Linked DNA regions of Mus musculus: all the other regions are linked to region 4. Evidence: chromatin contacts called from public Hi-C, HiChIP or PLAC-seq and promoter capture Hi-C data. All regions are on one chromosome and are shown on one strand. Each heading gives the region's core, a stretch centred on a gene start, on an enhancer-like site or on the middle of the called end of the contact. The rest is flanking DNA. Distances are from core to core; before and after follow the strand shown.

Region 1 (4,446 bases), core at 214-2,713, 220 kb before region 4:
TAGCCCTAGCTGTCCTGGAACTCACTTTATAGACCAGGCTGGCCTCGAACTCAGAAATCCACCTGCCTCTGCCTCCCGAGTGCTGGGATTAAAGGAGTGCACCACCATGCCTGGCTTCTTACTGACTTTCTTATTCATGTTTTAGACTGTCTTCGTGTCCTGAGTTTACTTACTTCATTTATATTCTTATTTGTATCCTCCTTGAAAGCATTGGTAGTTTTACAAATAAAATTTTAAATTGCTCTTCTGGCATCTTATCCATTTCAGTGTTTTGAACTTAGAAATTTAGAAGTTAAAAATTATTAATATAAATTAGAAGTTTAAACTATTATTAATTAAAATTATTAATTCAAAGTTTTAAAATATTATAAATTAAAATTATTACTATTATTTAAAACTAAAGTCATGCTTCCTTGATATTTTCTTTTCTTTCTTTCTTTTTTTTTCCTTGTTGGTTTTTGGGACAGTGTTTCTCAATTTAGTCCTAGTTGAACTAGAGCTTACTCTGATGATCTGGCTGGTCTCAAACTCACAGGGATTCTACCTCCCAAGTGCTGACATTAAAGGCACATGCCCCATACCCATTTTCTTATGTGTCTGTGCATTTGTTGGCTTGATTTCCATTCAGGTCTATTTGGGAATTTTTCTTAGGTATCAGGACTATTAGCTCAGTCCCTAAGACCTCTCAGATAGGAAAACCAGAGTTATTATATCTGAGTTCTACCCTTGGAATTATATCTGAGTTCTACCCTTGGAACCCATGGTAGAAGGAGAAAACTGACTCCTGAAAGCTGGTGCCTGACCGACCACCACACTCATGTGAACCATGATATGCACATGCCCATGCTCTGGCACAACACACGCCACCACCACAACTGCTGCCGCCGCCACCACAAACAACAGTGAACTGATGAAATTTGGTTTTTGGAAAATAGTAATACAATTGGATCCTGCTATGTGGACGTGTGGGGCCTCATTTGCAGTCCTGGATTTGTCTGTCTTACAGTCTGTGCTGCTGCAGAGCCTGGGCTGAAAGAGCATCAGTTATCCTCCAGAGCCGCCCTCATTTTAGTAGTTTCTCCACTTTGAGTGTGAGGGACCATTGCCAGCCAGCATTAGTTTTGCAGTTTGTGGGCTAGGCAGATCCTCCTACCCTTCCAAGATCCTCCCATGTGTATATCCACGGTTGCTAATATTCTAACTTGAAGGCAGGCAGGCCTGGGAGAAGGAGAAGCAACCACTGGGTTGAGATCTGTCTGAGCCTGCTGAACATTAAACACCCTGTTAGAGGGAGGGACACAGTTGTGCAAACCAAGTATCTTCTGGATCTTGGGAGCTTTCGTCTCCACGGCAGTGAACTTGAGGACAGACAGGCAAGTCCAGTAAGTACATCGGCCGGTCTCAGCTCATGGATCAAAGTCCAAAGCTATTCTCAAGTGATGAAATCAACCTCAAGCCACCCCTGCCTATGTCACTGCCTGAGCAGAGCCTGCTGCCAAGGTGTACTGCTCTCCTGCAACGGGCTCTCCCCAGGGGATGTGTGAAGGCTGCCTGCCCTCGGGCTCCTGACATCTGTGACTGTTCCTGCTCCTAGGCCCTCGGGGTAGCTAGGTTTTAAACAAAAGATTCCCACACAGATGACACTGCCTCTGAGTCATCCTTGGAGCAAAATAGAGCTCCCCCCTGCTGACCCACCCACCAGAAGCGCCTCTGCCCGCCCACGGGGAGCCACTGGCTAGAGCCCTGTGCAGCTTCCTTCTTTTACTATGTTCTGTTTCTCTTCACTCTCTGCTGAACATTAATTCTGCTTTATATTCCCTTTACAGTGGCATGTTCTCTCGATAGATAGATAGATAGATAGATAGATAGATAGATAGATAGATAGATAGACAGAGCCTGACTCATCCTTTATTACACAGTGTGAAGACAGCTTCTCACCCTTCATATTAAACAGAAGTCACAATCTAAAGTCTTTTTATTATATGTGTGTGTATAGTTTTGTTTATGTGAGTGTTTTGCCTGAGTGTGTGTCTGTGTACCACAGGCATGCATTGCCAGTTGAGGCTTGAAGAGGGTGATGGATCCCAAGGAACAAGAGTTACAGATGGTTACAAACCACCATGAGGATTCTGGGAAGCCAAATCTAGTGCTGCCGCACTGCAAACCTGGGAATTTATTATAGACTGGTTCTGAGGAAAAATGGAGGTCACTTCTCAGTCTCCAGTCAACATCCCACAGACCATTTTTTAAGGCAGCAAAACCATTCTGTATGATTCTACAGATCAAATGTACAGGACCAAAGTGAATCTTCAGGTAACACACAGACTTCAGAAAGAGCCAGCGAGCCTCTCAGCCACTCCCAATCTTCCCTGCACTCTCAGGCATCAGCAGTGCTGTGGTAGCACAAATGAGGGACAGGTTATGTAAGAACTTCCTGTTTGCCTCTGCTTGCCAACCTGACTGGATTTAGAGTCCAGATCACTCTGTTTTCAGAGTGGTTTGACAGAGAAGACCTTCCCTGAGTGCAAATAGCACTGTTTCTTGGATAAGGGTCTCAAATTGAATAAAAAGGGGTAAAGGGTGTGGTGTTGTGGTGCATCCCTTTAATCCCGGCACTCAGGAGGCACAGTTAGATGGGTGTCTGTGAGTTTAAAGCCAGCCTGGTCTACATAGCAAGTTCTAGGCCAGCCAGAGCTAAATAGTGTAACCCTATGTGTTCAAGGTGTGTTTGTGTGTGGGTGTGTACAGATGTAGGGAATCATGAATTAGATCAGACCAACTTCATGATTTCCTGCATCTGTACACCTGCAACTCCAGCCCCTCAGAAGACTGAGGCAGAAGGACTGTAAGTGTGAGACCTGCCTGAGATGCAGAGCAAGTCCTGGGTTAGCCTGAGCTATATAGCAAGTGTGGGCGTGTGCGTGTGTGTGTGCACGTGTGTGTGTGTGTGTGTGTGTGTGTGTGTGTGTGTGTGTGTGTGTGTGAGTGAAAACAAGAGGGGTTGGGGAGCTCGGTAGTTAAGAATGCATAAGGCTCTTTAGAGGACCTGACTTAACACCTATGTCAGATCATAATTGCTTGCAACTTCAGGTCCAGGGCATCTGATAGCTCCAGCCTCTGCAAGCACCCACACTTGCACTTATCCACTTACAAACATACACACACATATGTGATTAGAAAATAAATCTATAACAGCAACAGAAATAAAAACAAGCTAGCTAGCCGGGCAGTGGTGGCACATGCCTTTAATCCCAGCACTCGAGAGGCCGAGATAGGCGGATTTCTGAATTCGAGGCCAGCCTGGTCTACAAAGTGAGTTCCAGGATAGCCAAAGGCTATACAGAGAAACCCTGTCTCGGAAAAAAGCAAAAACAAAAAACATGCTAGCTGTCATTATTTACATTTGCAATTCCAGCAATCAGGAGCCTGAGAGGAAGCTGAACAATAGGAAGGCAATTCTCAGCCCAGACACACCTTCAACTACCACCACCACAAATACATTCAGTTTGCATGTATGTGCAAATGCATTTGCATGTGCACACAAGCAAACTGAGTTTTACAAAGAATCAGGTCACATATATGTAATTTTAACCATTTCAACAGTTTTCAGAAAACTGATACAGGTTTAGCCAGTTCAGCTCTTAGACATAGATGGAGCTGCCAGATGCTCACCACAGTACAGTTCCCTTCTCCGCTTTCTGAAATCATCTCAGCCGTTTAGCTTTTATTCAAGGGGAGAGAAGTGGAGAGACATTAAATGTTCTCTTTTGCATTTCTCTTTCTCTCTTTAATGTTTGAAATATGGCTTGAATTCCAAAGCCAAAGTTTGCACTTTGGGAGGCATACAAATCAGGGTTTAAATTCAAGTGCCTAAATGTATGACAGAAATATGGTGGTATTTTAAATATGAGCCTTCCTTAACATGTAAACTTCTTAAACCCACATTCATATCCTTACTGTCATGTGTGATTCTCATTCCCAAACAAATTCCTACCCAGTGCTGCGAGCTTGGCACAGTGGGGGCATGCCTATCATCCCAACACTCAAGGAGTGGAGGCAGAGAGGGGATAGATAGGGCACTCACAGTCATCCCCTACTACTTCATGAGTTTCAGGCCAGCTTGGATTGTGTGGGGCCTTGTCTCAACAACACTAAAATCACATGTAATTGTGGAATGAAAAATCCCAAACTTGGACAACATTAACCTAACACCTGACTATTAGGTGTTGTAGTGGTTATTCCTGGTTGTCAACTTGACTATATTTGGAATGACTACAATCCGGAATTGGAAGGCTCACCAGTGACCCTTATCTGGAGGCTTGGAGATCCTTATCTGGATCTTGGTTTGAAGATCTTAAGCCATAGTGGCTATGGATTCCAGAAGATTGAATCTCCGAGTTTAAGGAACACACCTTTAATCTGGGCTACGCCTTTCATCTGGGATTA
Region 2 (4,867 bases), core at 2,339-4,838, 180 kb after region 4:
AAGTCCTTCAGTCTGCAAACCCAAGCAGAGGTCTACAGTACAGAAACCTTACCCAGCAAAGCCACATGTGCAAAGTTCTCAAGCACCACTTCCTCGTGCAGGGCCTTCTGATCAAGTGTCAAGCTGGCCAATTCCTGCTCCGTGAAGTACACAGCCTCATCTTCAAATATCACTGGTTCCTAAAATGACAAATAACAGCTCTCCTCAGACAATCACGGGGCACAACTGTATACTGCTGATCAAAGTGTAATAAGTACGAACTGGATGAGTATTCTAGAAAACGTTTGTAGAGCAGATAGTAAGACTAACCAAATGCACTCTTTATGATCTAGCAACTTCATACACACACACACACACACACACACACACACACACACACACACGCACACATACAATCCCAGGAGAATGAGTGCCTATATCCGCCAAAAGGCAAGATTGCAGTGGGATAGTGGGCCAGTGGTAGAGTGCTTGCCTGGTATCTTAGAATTAGTATTGATATGATGAAAAAAACATGAACAAAACCAAATTGTGGAGGAAAGGATTTATTTGGCTTACATTTCCACATTGAAGTCCATCATTGAAAGAAGCCAGAACAGGAACTCAAACAGGGCAGGAACCTGAATGTGGAAACTGATGCAGAGGCTGGCTTGCTTCCCCTGCCTTGCTCAGCCTGCTTTCTGATAGAACCCAAGACCACCAGCCCAGGGCTGGCACCACCCACAATGGGCTGGACCTGACCTTATCAATCACTAATGAAGAAAATGCCTTACAGGCTTGCCTACAGCCTGGAGGCTTTGAAGGCATTTTCTTAATTGAGGCTCCCTCTTCTCAAATGACTTGAGTTTGTGTCGAGATGACATAAAATTATGCAGCACACATAGTATGCCCAAAGCCCTGCATTCAGTGCCCAGTCCAGTGTCAGGGGGAGGTGTGGGGAGGATATCATTGGCTGGAAAAATAGTCTAGTGAGTAAAATAGTTGTTTCACAAGCACGAACACATGAATTTAGATCCCTATCACCCACATAGAAGCTGGGGATGAGAGCAGGTATCTGCACCCCCAGTGTGGAGAGATGAGCAATCCCCATGGCTTTGGAAAGGGCACAAAGTAGAACAGCTTAAAGTATTAACATAAGTGATAGTCATATGAATGTATATATTTCAAAAAAGTGAGAGATACAGTTGAAACATGTGTGTCAGTTAAACCTCAGTGAGAAATTTATAAAATAAACAATAGATTAATGTAAATGTACTCATAGGTACAAGCTTGTATGTATATATGTACATATACATGTATGTGTGCATATTTGTATATATGTACATATATAGCATTGTAAACCCACACAGGTATGTACAGCTTACCTGAGGCTCTGCTTTTATGGTGATATCTTCCATGATCAAATCTTTCAGTTCTGTAGCAAATGCAGGCTTAGATTTTTCAGGACCTGAAGGTAAACAGAGAAACTATTAGTGACAACACTTGTCTTCTTCAGCATACAATCCTTGATTCATCCTGTTTTGAAGGCCCTGTGAAGTATTATTCGTCAGTTACTTCTTATCAGTAGCAATTCTAGTCTTAGCAAAAGTGAGATGGCAGGCACAATGGAGAAGAGGTTCATCCAGGAAATGTATAATGATAGCCTGTACTGTTAAAAGTATAATTTCAGTAATCCAGAGACAACAGCAAGGTACAGATACAAGAGGAATAAGTGTATACATAAAATCCAGTGAATACTGACAGACCTAAGAACCAGCCTAGCCCCTTGCTACTTAATAATAATTACTATCTTTTTTTGTAAAGCAAGTCAAACAATTTAAAGGTGGTTTATTAGGAATATTTTTATGTTTTCTGGCTAGAGATTGTGGTATATTTGTTCAATTTTATAACAGTAGCAGTGAGAAGGAAAACACTATCCTGTTAAAGAAATCTATGAACTTCACAATATGATTTCAAATATTCTAGTACAGGGAAGCAAAGCAGTCTCGTTTCTTAGTTATATTTTCTGCTCTGGGTAAATTCATCCTTTAATAATTAGAAAGTAAGCCTGCTGTCGTTCAGAGGAGTGGATGGGCGAGATTTGTGCTTGAAGATAATACCTGAGATGTGAACAACTGCCTGTGGCATGGATATCTAACAGATAAAAATATGAAGAGTATAAAGGACGGTACAAAGAGCTAAGTCAAGACATTTTTCATATAAACATCGAAAACTGTTAGATCCAACACACATTAGGTGCTTTCTTACAAATACCTTTTTGGGAATTAACATTAACACACTAATCAGCAGCACTAAGGTTTAAGTCATGGAAGACACCCTGACAAAAATGCCATGTCCTCCGCTGCCTTGTCCTACACTTCAGGTCCGCCTGCTTAAGGCCCACTGTGCCATTTTCCTGCACAATCTTCCTGCCTGCATCTCAAGCTGTTCTGCTCCAAGCCTCTTCCTCACCGACCCGGGTGTCACCCTCCCTGCCCAGCCTCATTGGGGCCTCCATGTCTCTCCCTGTAGTTAGGCTGTAGAAGCCTTTGACCCTCAGCGCCCTCTTCCCGCCCAGGCGTCGCGTCCACAGCGCCCTCTTTCCATTTCAGACCGCGCCCCTCTCTCCAGCACCCCGGTAGGCAAGCCTGGGGCCCAAGAGGACCACCTTCCCTCCCTCAGGTCCATGCCAACCAAGCCTTCCTCATGTTTCCTCACACTCACCTACGGAGGGATTCTAACGGCCTCTCACCATCCACGCTCTCAGGTTTTAAAGATTCCTGGCCCGGAAATACATCATCTCACCGACCGGCCAATCCTCTGTGAGTCTCTCTAGGAATCTTGGAGGACCCCATAATCTTGATCGCGCTGTGCGTGGTCTAGCGAGAGTCAGGCTTCTTGACAAAGCGACCTCGTCAGAGAGGAGGCAAGAGCAAGAAGAAAGGTTGTTTATTCCACTGAGCAGTGGGCAGTGGACCTGCCCAAGTGAACTTAGGAGCAGGAGGGCTGACTCCCTATTGAAGATGCTAAACATTTTCCCACCCTACATGGCTCACCCATACAAGGCTGCTTTTCTCTGTTTCTAACTGAAGTTCCTAAGCAGCGCTACAAACCCCTCAAAGCGGTGGCCCGCCCCTCCTTCCTGTCCCAGCCTACAAGATGCCCACAGGAGCTGTCAAAAATGACGTCTCCACAACACCTCTTCTGCCTGCAACTGACACAGGTGGCACATTTCCTTTCCCACCTCAGCAGGAGCTGTCTGGAAGAAGCAAGCACTCTGCAAATCAGTCCAAGTGGCAGCCAGCCCCTCCTTCCTGCTCCAACCTATAGCCAGTAAGATGCCCCTCCGGAACTGTCAAAGAATGGCAGCAAGAGGACATTTCCTCAGTCTGCAGGAGGCTCATCCCCTTTCCCGCCATCAGCAGGAGCTGTCCCTCAAGAGTTGTCTATGGTGGCAACACCTTTCTTGCCTCAGCCTACAGCCTTAGGAACTATCTATCCCACAGGAGCTGTCCACAGTGGCAGCACCTCCTCTCCACCTCCCCAGCAGTTCCACAGAGATGCTACCTCAACCAAAGCCACCTGCAGCCAGGAAGGACCTCTCATCCTAACCCATAGGTCTAATGCAGGGAAAAGGTGGTGGGGAAAAAAGCCACCAATCACTGAGCAGGAGAACCCACCAATCACTGAGCAGGAGAACCCACCAATCCCTGAGCAGGAGAACCCACCAATCCCTGAGCAGGAGAACCCACCAATCCCTGAGCTCCCCAAACTCAGGACTTGAAATCTCACCAATCCTCATCCGGGAAATCTCTGCTCTGAAAAGCTTTGCCTCCTAAGAAATTCTACATAAGCCCTGCCCTTTGTCCAATTCTCTGCTGTCTGCTTCTGGGAACAGAGGGCAGCCAGCCATGTCTGGATTCATCCCTCCTTACCCTGAATAAATCTCTTTCATGAGACTTTCCACCTATCGTGACTCTCTCATCAGGAAAAGCCAAGAAGCAATAAAAAGATGGAACCGAGTGAGAAAGTGGAGCAGGGCTACCTTCCCCTGGGAGCTACAATGCCTCTGCTGAGGAGGCTTCCTATCGGCCGTGTCTCAGGGTTCCCTTCCACTGGGATACCTGACCCTTCCCCCTCAGAACTGTGCGGTTCCTGGGCTTCCAAGGCCCAGGTTTCCCTGCCATCTGGGCAGAACCACTTACAAGGACCTATAGGAGGAGTCAGAGGTGTGGAAGATCTGAATGTGGCTGGATTCATTTAGAAAGTATGGATGCCTTCCAAGAAACCTTGAGGGCCAGTTGAACAGAAGTCCAGGCTTGAACTAAGTGATCTCATTGTGTACCACAAAGACATTTAACATTAAAAAAAAAAAGTGGTGCAAAAAATTTGTAGACTTATTTAGACTGGGCTTCCCAGATGCAGACTCAAGCACCAGCAATGGGCGTGCTTGCCTGGCTCCTGCTGCCACCTCTGATATCTCCGAGAGGGGTTGAGCTTTATACTGTTCTATCTCTTACTCATGCTCAACTTTTCTTTGTTAGAGTAGAGATGCAGAGACAAGGGATAAGCAACTCCACAGAGCACCTGCCCTCCCCCCACCCCTCACTTATAGACCTGTGTCTACAGGTCAGGAAAGAGGTAATGTGAGGCTCTAGAGATGAGAAAATGAGGTTAGCCATTTCTAGGAGAGCTGAGCTTGCAGTGAGGCCACTGTTTGCGGAGCAGGGTATTTCAGCTGGCAGGTGGTAAGAATCAGGGCATCAGCTAAGGTGTGGCACATGGGGACAAGATGTCACTAAATGTGACTTGGTGCCACTAGAGCTGATATTTTCTGCCGTTTGTTTTGTGATGGGTTGGGAGAGCAATGGGGCCAGACTTCAGGCATAGA
Region 3 (5,117 bases), core at 2,044-4,543, 220 kb after region 4:
CCAGGCCCCAGAAGCCTGTCTCTAGTGTCCTGGGGGCAGTATTGGGCTCTCTCCTTCCTCCATCCATCAAGGGCGTGGGCAACCATCAGTTACTAAATTCTACCAGCACTTGTAACACCACCCAACAATTACACGAGCTTACTACAGACCAGGGTCTGTTCTCACAGCTTCTCTCCTGCCGTCATTCACTAGGGTAAGTACAGTTTTATCTCTATGAGGGGACCAGACACCGAGAGGCCAAGGGAGTTGCCAAAGTCACTCAGCCAAACCAAGCTGAGCTGGGAGTCCAAGGAAAATCAGTGTGGGGAGTTGGGTGGAAGGAACTGACTGGATATATTAAACTGCGCCTGCTTAAGCTGCCTCACTGGGAGATGCCTCAAGGGCTGATGGTTCCCGGATGGGAAAACAAGCCCAACACCCATGGGGCACAGCAAAGGCAACCACTCACTGCCTCTGACCTGAGGAGTTAGGAAGGGGACATAGAATGACCCATGCAGGGACAGGGTTTGGGGGGTGTTGGGGATGCTTTGGAAACTCCAGGCCCAGCCAGCCTGCAGGGGAAACCAGGACCCCACTAGTCAGCTTCACTGTCCAGCATAGTTGGCTTACCGGTTCAGCTTGCCATAATCCTTGCAGTCAATCCTGGGCCCTAACAAGTGTGTCCCAGAAAGGGATTTTAATGCATTAAAATCCTTAGTCATTGTCTCTTTGTGTGGCTTCCAGAGGCCTCTGTCAAGACCTCTGACTCAAACCTGAGGCACTAAGACCTGATGAGACTGCCCTCTGTGGGCTTAGGGGTGCCCCAAAACAATCAAGGAGCCTCCTGGGGAAGGGCTGAACAGAGATGGAAAGTGACATTCCCAAGGACACACAGCAAGGGCTTTGAAGACACGATGTCAGAACCCAGCTACTACCAGGCCACAGCCCTTCCTTCCCCCCACAGATAGCACAGGCTCCTACTGAGAGGCTGCCTTTCAGCCCCTAGCTAAAGGACTCACAGGTGCCAGGATCTCTCACCTAGGGAGGCGAGACAACACCAGAGGGGCACTGGTGGCCACATGTCCGACAGCCTCGGCTGCAGGTGTGTGTTGTCAAACCACCTCCATCCTCAGAACCAGACAGGAAGAGACTCCACCTCTGCAACAGGGGTTCTGGTTTCTTCACAGCCATGCTGGTGTCTGTCTGTCTGTCCACTGAGTTAAGGACTCTTCCAATAACCTCCTTACCCCACCACCACCACCACACCCTCAATGTCCCCTTAAGAAGAGCTTCACAGTAAGCCTGGATGTGCAAGGTCTACTCATACAGATTTAGAGGAAGTCTAGCTGAGAACAGTAACCCATCTCGGTAAGTCTCCATGGGGCTAGGTACTCCCCAAGGCAGTGAGGCAAGAGGTGGTGTTCCAGTTTCACAGGGCATGCAGGACCATGGCGCATCTCAGACAGAGCCACTTGGGGCTCTGGTCTCCATGCCTGGATCATGGGCTATCCTCTTAACTTTGTTAGTTGAAGCAAAGTCTCCCTCACTCGCAGTGCGAGCTGGCCACACTTGCTGTCCTCCCGTTTCTGTATCCCAGCACTGGCACTACAGGTGTGCACAATGCCAAGCTCTCCTCTTTTAGCATGTTCTTCTTCTTTTTTATTTTATGTAACTGAATATTTTGCCTGGTTTGACGGATGTGTACCACATGTGTGCCTGATGGCCACAGAGGCCATAAGAGGGTGTCAGATCCTCTGGAACTATAGTTACAGACAGTAGTAAGCTACCATTTGAGTTCCAGGAACTGAACCTGGGACGTCCAGAAGTGCCTTTAACCACTAAGCCATCTCCCTCTCCAGCCTCAAAATGTTAAGTGGGTTCTGGACCAGTGAAAGACCCTGTCTCAAAAAAAAAAAAAAAAAAGCCTAAAAAAAATGACACCGAGGTTGACCTCTGACCTCCACAAGCACACGCATACACAAATAAATAAAAGTAAAATGTCCAGTGTAGAATGTACTATATAGACACAAGAAAAGTTGGAGATGATGCTAAGTCCATAGTCCTCTCTGTTCGTGCCCAGAGCCCCGTCTGCAGCCACAGTTGGTCCTCAGCGTGATAGGACCTCTCCACCCACCCACACTCCCTGAGTCTGAATTCCTCAGGGGTTCCTGGCTTCATTGAAATGCCTGGTGCTGATAACCTCCCAGGGAGCAGCCATGATCCCAGCACAACCCTCCACATGGGAGAGCAGGCACTCGCAGGGTTTCCAGCCTCTTCCCTGTTTTTGTTTGTTTGTTTGCTTTGTTTTGTTTTGTTTTTTAAACCTCCTCCTTGCCATTTTCCTGAGTTTAAAACGAATCACCTTTATCATCCCTAGAGATAGAAAACGACTAAAGCACTTTCCCAGATGGCTACCCACTCCTCTGAGCCATAGGTTTCTCACCTGGAAAAGACCTTGCCTGGGACTGCTGAGCCATACAAGCCTCTCACCTTCTGTTCAAACCTAAGCTTCATGTCAGGACCCCAAAGATGAACTGGGGAGTGAGTCACTGGACCCCTTTACTCTGCCCCTTCCAGTGTAGCCACATTTGAATAAATCTATCTCTGCTTTTTACTCCTGCCTTCCTACCTGCCATACCGGGAAATGGAGTCTGAGCCTGGCTTAGTAGGACTGTCAAAACCCAGTTTTTTTGCCTCTAATTCCAGCAAGAAGACAGAGTGAGCTGGGCTGTGGTGGCACACGCCTTTAATCCTAGCACTTGGGAGGCAGAGGCAGGCAGATTTCGGAGTTTGAGGACAGCCTGGTCTACAAAGTAAGTTCCAAAACAGCTAGGGTTATTCAGAGAAACCCTTTCTCAAAAAACCAAAAAATAAAAAAGAAAGAAAGAAAGAAAAGAAGGAGGAGGAGGAGGAGGAGGAGAAGGAGAAGGAGAAGGCAACGACGATGACGACGATGATGACAGAGTGAATCGCAGCCCTGGGTGAGAGGCCATGGACCCTATCTGACCCTTGGAATTCACAATGCAGGGTCCCAAAGAAGGGGAGGGGGCTCTCCCTGGAGAGGAAATCGCTCCATGCCTCCCTCTCCCAGTACCCAGGTCCTGGGTACCGGGACCACTGTAGACGCCGAGCAGCACCACCCTCCCCAAGGGCTGCCAGACCTACCAGAGCCAGACTGTTTGCCCCAGGACATCCGCCGGAGTCTGAGAGGGCCCAGTGGCTGTTGTCTCTTCTTCAGGGACGTGCAGAGTGAGCAGGAGTCTCAGGACACACATCCTGGTTTCCTGGGGTTGGGGAAGTCGCTCTTCCCTGGTAAGTCCTCCCATCCGCTGCACTGAGCCAAGCTCTAATGACTCCCACCCCAGGAAGGAGTGCCCCAAGAGCAGTCCAATAACCCTGGAAAGCACAGTCCTCTATGTCCCAGCAGTGAGCCAAGCAAGCTAACTCAACCTTGCAGCTTTCTGGACACCTAGCTGATCTTCTGCACTCTACCCAGCATTCACCTTTGTCTGTCTAGGCCCCCTCAGTGGGATTCCCCACTGTGCTGTGTCTGTGCACACGGGTCAGCAAAGTGGCAGCCTCGTCTCCCAGGCTCCCTGCCCTATCCTTCCTCTCCCTTCTTCCACCATCTCAAGGTGGCTCTGCCAGCTGTTTTGTTATCTGCTCCCTCAACCAACTGGGGAACTCGCCTGCAATGAATGAATGCATGCATGCATGCATGCATGGATGGATGGATGGATGGATGGATGGATGGACCAGTGTGGGTGGGTGTGCAATATGCTGCTGGCTGTACACTCAGCAGTCTTCGGCTGACTCCTCTCTCCTGTGGTCCAGGCCACCAAGCCATGTGTCAGTGCTCTGTTTGGCAAATGCTTTGCCTTCAAAGGAGCCATAATACCTGGTAGTGCCAGAATGACTGCCCTGCTGATCACTTGGAGCTTGCCATGCACCAAGCCCACACTCCACAGTTAACACCTTAGAAGTGACTGATGTCTTCGTTGGTTGGTTGATTGGTTGGTTGGTTGGTTGGTTGGTTGGTTGGTTGGTTAATCGTCCAGACAGTCTCACATAGCCAAAGCTGTCCTCCTGCTTCCAACTCATTAATACTGGGCATATGTGTGTGCCACCACACCATATTTATGTTCTTTTATAGAAAGAATATCACTTTGTAGTCCAGTGACCTCAGACTTGGTATGTAGCTCAGGCTGCCATTTGAATTTACCATCCACCTGCCCCTGAGGTTACAGGCCCATGTCAGCACTGGGCTTAGGGCGGCTTTGGTCCTTCAGACAAGAGAAGTGAACATGAACTTAGATATTTGTCTTTCTCTTGAGTCCACAGACTATCAGACTGGAGGGCAAGACCTGATGGGTTTTCTCTCAGACAGAGGAGGACCAGACCTTTCATGACGCTAAACACCAGTTATCAGAGAATAAGGCTCAGGGAGTGTTCCACAAGAGCCCAGAGCCTGCTTCCCTCCCAGGGATCAGCTAAAGTTCTAGGGCCTCACCCACCCCTCTCTTTGCTTATTTTAAACCTAATTTTAGAAGCAGCATCCATATATAGAAGTCAGCTAGCTTTCGCAAATGCTGGTGTCGCATAAACACAGCAAGAGAGCTAATGACTGTAAAAGAACACTGACCCAGACTATCACCTAACCAATACGTGTCACAGTTTGGATGTGGTTTGTACATGCCCCATATTATATTCTGCATATTTAGTCCCCAGGGCGGCTGTGGAAAGGAGAAGGAGGGACCTTAAGAAATAGGTCTCAGGGGAGGCAGTGACCTTAGAAGGCTTTGGTGCTGGAAGGTTTCAAGCATGGGCTGTTACTGAATCAGTTCAGTTGTCTGGGCTCTTGCTCCTGCTTCCTGCCTGGCCATCTGATAAGTTCTCAGTACTTTCATGCCATCTGCCTTGAAGCCGCTCACCAGAGTGGGTCAGATGCTGGCCCCACACACTTGAACCCTCTGAACACTAAGCTAAGTCAACTTATTTCCTTTTTAAAAAATAATGTGTGTATGTTTGTGTGTGTGTATGTGTGTATATGTGTATATATGTGTGTGTATGTGTGTGCATGTATATGTATGTATGTGTGTTTGTGTGTGATGTGTTTGTGTGTATATGTGTGTATGTAT
Region 4 (4,399 bases), core at 1,382-3,881:
CTTGCTACGAAACCCAGGCCAGTTTCGAACTCATGATTCTCCTTATCTCAGCCTCCCCAGGGCTGGGAGTGTGAGTGTGTGTGTGTCTGTGAGAGAGAGATCACATGTTTCAGGAGAGTGTGTTTGTGTGTGTGCTTTTATTCCTGAGATGCCACACATACTATGTAGCCCAAGCTGGACTTGAATTTTGATCCTTCCTATCTCTGATGCTCAAGTACTGATATTACTTGGTGCTGAGTTAGTTTTCCTACAAAAATGTGTTTTAGCTAAACATTCTATCTTGTGGCTGGGATGCTGTTAAAGTAAGCCTTCAGTATTTCTCACCTATGTGTTTAAGTCAGAAAATCCGGGCTGTGTAGAAAATTCACATACCTTTTTTCATCCTAGGCAGTATAATGAACTGATGCTCAGAAAGGTGCAATAGGAAATAAATTATGTTTTATTTAATACCAGTGCTTAGAATCATAGCCACTCACTTATATCCCCCAAATAGCCTTTTCTAGTTAGTTTCACTTTCAACAGGAGATAAGCAACCTCACTTTAGTGTAGACATGCCCAGTAAAAACAACACAAATGTCCTTCAATTTTAATTAAAGGACAGTTAAAAGGCTTCCTTTTAGGATTATGTGATTAAGTTACAAGATCACTACATAAAGACCTAATCTGTATGTCTGTCTGCTCTATAGAAGTAAAAATAAAAATCAGTGTAACTTCCCAGTTCTTGGATGTTTTAAACCAGTAGCTCTCAACTGTGAGCTGCGACCTCTTTGCTTTCAAACGACCCTTTCGTGGGGGTCACCTTAGACCATCAGAAAACACAGATATTTACATTGTGATTCATAACAGCACCAAAATTATAGTTATGAAGTAGCAATGAAAATAATTTTATGGTTAGGAGTCACCACAACATGAGGAAATGTACTGGTCCAAGCACTAGGAAGGTTGAGAATCATTGTTTAATCAAATGTGTCATACTGCAATTATTCATTAAAATTTACTCAGAATACTATAAAATTTACTCAGAAGAGCATAAAAGGATAAAAGAAAATTTCTGCATAAAGTAAAATAACTAGCTGTGCAAAAATTTAAAAGTCAAAAAGTGGCACTTAAGAGTTTCTGATCAGAAAGCTTTGAGGACAGGAATATTAAGTCAGTGCTATGCCCTCGATTTTTTTTTAACCCAGCTTCATTATGTGACCTTGGGAATGTCATATAATTTCTTTCATCCCTAGGTCTGTAAAATGGGTCAATTTTACACTGACAGCCAGAAAAATTGCTATGTATTTGATGTTCTCTGAAAGAAACTTGTCTAATTAGTATGTTTAATTAACACACATACAGAATTGTCTTCAAGAACCCAATTCCAAGAGAAATATTTAACCAGACGCTGAAGACAGATTTCTCTGAAGGGAATGGTTTTATAAATCTGGAAAACACTGTAACAAGATTAGAAATTAACAAGTTGATTACATAATCCTTGACAACCTGGGCTTCAGACTGCACCGATACGAACTGTGATAAGTTAGGGATCAATTTGGGACAGTGTCCCAATCCCTACAAAGAATCCAAACTGAGCCTTTTGACCCTGGACAGGAATCTGTTGGAAACTCAGCAGAAAGAGCTGTACACCTGTAGGTCCATCGCTTACTTCACCTTAAACCTGACAAAACACTTCAAGCATCCAGGTGGTTTCACCAAGGCTCCTAAGACTTGGAGAATACGCTCATTTAAACGGAAGGGAAAGTAAGAAACCTGACAGCCCAGAGGCCCTACAGCCTCTGACTTCTACAGTCTTAGGAACCCCGGAGAGAAATTCCCCAATGCATACACGACCCGAACTCACAGCGAAGCTCCTAGGTTGTAGCTGACCCCACTGTTTAAGAACATCACAGCTGGAGGAAGCCTAAGCTTAAAGGGCTGCCACTCTCCTGGCTCCCGAGTCCAAGCAAAAGGCAACAAGGTGTTTGTTTTTATTGCAAATGGTTCGGAAAGAAATCAACAGGCGATGTCTACGGAAAAGAACAGCGTCTCCTAACGCGAAAAAATCCGAGCAGTCCCCGGGGAGCCGCACCGCTGCCCCTTCCGCAGCCGAGCGCCCTTCTCCGTAGACAACCGCGTCCCCGAGCTATCGTGAGGCGGCGGCCGCCCGGCTCTGCAGCGGGACTCGCGGCCCACGGGGAAACTGAGGCCCGTGGATCTCGCGTCGCCCGGGGCCCGCTGCGGGCGCGGCGCGGGGCCGCGTCGACTCCCGCGCTGCCGCAATCCCGCGGCGGCCGCAAGGGCAGGGCCGGGCCGGGCTGCGCGAAGCCCGCAGGCCGGGCGAGCTCGGGGCCGGGGTGGTGCCGCGGGCCGCGTCCTCTGCGCAGGGCACCCCGGGCCGAGCGCGCAACTTACTTTCCGCCTGCGGCGGCGCCAGCCCAGCCCCGCTAAGGCGGCCGCTGAGGAGAAGCGCAGACCCGGCCCACGCTCCCGCGCCGCGCTCGCCCTACCTCAGCCGGCAGGCGGGCATCCGTCCGCAGCGGCCGCGGCGTCGACAACTCCCTCCCGGCCGCCGGAACCCCGCACCCAGGGCTAATCATAATACCGAGCGGGCGGCCGGGGGTGCGGCCGCGCTGCGCAGGCGCGGGCCTTGCGTCATCGTGACGAAAGCGATGGGGTGGGGTCTTGTGTGAGGGCGGGGCCTTGGGTCGGGCGGGGCGGGGTTAACCCGGCGCACCTGCAGGCCAGCTCAGGGTCTACTGGAGGGCGTCCTGGCCCTGGCCTGAGCACATCCTACTCTGGAAAGAATAGAGATTATGCAGAAGGAAGCGCCAGGACGATGGACAGCGGCAGCAGGCATAGCAGCTAGAGCTATAGCTTTCAGGGGATATTGGAAGAGATCTTGGGGCTGAGGGCAAGGAGCACATGCGCTTTATCCATCAATGTTCACCCTATCTCCCATCTAGCTTGAAGCAATGAGAGACAACAAAATTAATATACATATGCACGTGCATATATATATATATATATATATATATATATATATATGTGTGTGTGTGTGTGTGTGTGTGTGTGTGTGTATCATATATACACAAGCATGCATACACATATGCACATATATATATATATACATACACATTTCTTTACTTTTTCTTCTCTCTGGGAATACATTTGAAGAATTCTGTTGCTTTTGTTACCACTAAAGCAGAAAGAAGCAAAGCCCAACACCTGAATGCAGGCTTGCCTCTAGAGTCAAAAGTCACTGGCCAGGCCAGGCAGCCTCTGAGAAACAACGTGGAGAAGTACACAGCAGGCACTAACTTGGCTGTTCATGGTTCTGTTCCAAGATGACTCAGAAAGGGATGTTAGTGGTGGCAGGACAAGAGGGAGGGAACTCCCAGCTCTATCTCCTGGAAGGATAATGAGCCATGGAGACTAGTCCTCTGGGGCTCCTGAAAAGAAGCCAGGTGCCAGGTTTCTCTCCCCTACTTTTCCTTCTGTGTTCCTGCATCCACAGAAGAAGAAAAAACACACACACACAAGCAGAATGAGCTTCTTACATGTCCAAGCCTGACTCAACTGACTGGACAAAAAAATCTAAATGGCTTTTGCCATCTCTGTTGGTCAGAAAATGGCAAGTCTTCTTCCTTCCTCCCTTCATTTATTTATTTGTTTATTTATTTATTTATTTATTTATACTACAACATCCACTTCGCATGCCTGAAGATGGCTGGGAAGCAGAATGACTGGGAAGGTGGTCTCGATCTTCTGCTGAAATGTGTGCTTAGACCTTCAATTATCCTAATGCTTTAGCCCTGGGTGGCAAAGTGCACATAGGAAAACCCCAGCATTGGCCTCTGCTCACGCAGGCCCCACCTGACTTAGGATCATGAAAGGACAGTGTCATTTGACGTGGAAATGTTTTCTTTTTCTTTCTTCATGTCTCTCTTTCTTATTTTTTTACATGTGTGTGTGTGTGTGTGTGTGTGTGTGTGTGTGTATGTTCAACATCCATGTAGAAGTCAACCTGTAGAAGAGAAAGCTCTGTCTCTTTGTCTGACACCACATGGGTCCTAGGGATGGAACTCGAATTAGCAATCGAGGCAGCAGGCACCCCCACCTGCTGAGCCATCTTAGAAGCTCTGCCAGGGAGATTCTAATTTAGACACACATTGAGCAACCGCTCCTAACTAGGTCTTGCACAATCTGCTCTTTTGCTGAAAGACCTTTGCCCTCTGGGAACTGTCACTAGTCAGGGACACTGTGGCCAATGAAGGAATAAAAGCATCACTTATAATGGTCTCCCAAGGGAAGTCCAGTAGCCAAGTTTGTACCCCGAAAGAACATTCATAACATAGGACAGTGGCTACAGCACATGAGCCCTTGAAATGGGGTTTATGTTGCTATTGTGTAACTCAGA

What was found. Promoter capture Hi-C pulls out the DNA fragments that hold promoters and counts their contacts. A called contact is a pair of places that touch in the nucleus more often than the background predicts. HiChIP or PLAC-seq counts read pairs in DNA pulled down with a chosen protein or histone mark.
Region 1: a Hi-C map of muscle stem cells shows a contact between it and region 4, with 3 times the contacts expected there. The contact joins the enhancer-like site here to the promoter of Snrk in region 4. A contact is called at or near these places in 4 of 39 promoter capture datasets (liver, maxillary cranial neural crest, neutrophils and 1 more), 1 of 484 Hi-C or Micro-C datasets (muscle stem cells) and 2 of 115 datasets of contacts at active chromatin or transcription factors (bone marrow-derived macrophages and pancreatic cancer cells).
Region 2: an H3K4me3 HiChIP or PLAC-seq map of the SCID.adh cell line shows a contact between it and region 4, with 10 read pairs. The contact joins the promoter of 1700048O20Rik here to the promoter of Snrk in region 4. A contact is called at or near these places in 2 of 39 promoter capture datasets (hippocampal neurons and neural stem cells), 3 of 484 Hi-C or Micro-C datasets (cortical neurons, liver and neural progenitor cells), 2 of 115 datasets of contacts at active chromatin or transcription factors (the SCID.adh cell line and memory CD8 T cells) and 2 of 9 other capture datasets (adipose tissue and pancreatic islet).
Region 3: a contact with region 4 is called in a promoter capture Hi-C map of liver, with 4 times the contacts expected there. The contact joins the promoter of Ackr2 here to the promoter of Snrk in region 4. A contact is called at or near these places in 4 of 39 promoter capture datasets (hippocampal neurons, liver and trophoblast stem cells), 1 of 484 Hi-C or Micro-C datasets (liver) and 2 of 9 other capture datasets (adipose tissue and pancreatic islet).

What each region holds. Positions count from the first base shown.
Region 1 is chr9:122,334,843-122,339,288 of GRCm38.p6, reverse strand. No RefSeq gene overlaps it. Among named protein-coding and RNA genes, the nearest start is that of Gm35398, 8.5 kb to the left of the region's middle. Within about 2 kb of position 1,463, at least 83 of the 459 cell types and tissues checked have an H3K27ac peak or open chromatin away from gene starts, as enhancers often do. A contact at or near this core is called in bone marrow-derived macrophages, liver, muscle stem cells and 1 more, where this site is marked.
Region 2 is chr9:121,935,996-121,940,862 of GRCm38.p6, reverse strand. 1700048O20Rik (RIKEN cDNA 1700048O20 gene) reads right to left here and starts at 3,588. Exons shown (of 5, transcript NR_033553.1): 1 at 3,544-3,588; 2 at 2,701-2,887; 3 at 1,362-1,444; 4 at 53-179.
Region 3 is chr9:121,896,531-121,901,647 of GRCm38.p6, reverse strand. Ackr2 (atypical chemokine receptor 2) reads right to left here and starts at 3,293. Exons shown (of 4, transcript NM_001276719.1): 1 at 3,145-3,293.
Region 4 is chr9:122,115,498-122,119,896 of GRCm38.p6, reverse strand. Snrk (SNF related kinase) reads right to left here and starts at 2,631. Exons shown (of 8, transcript NM_001357775.1): 1 at 2,490-2,631.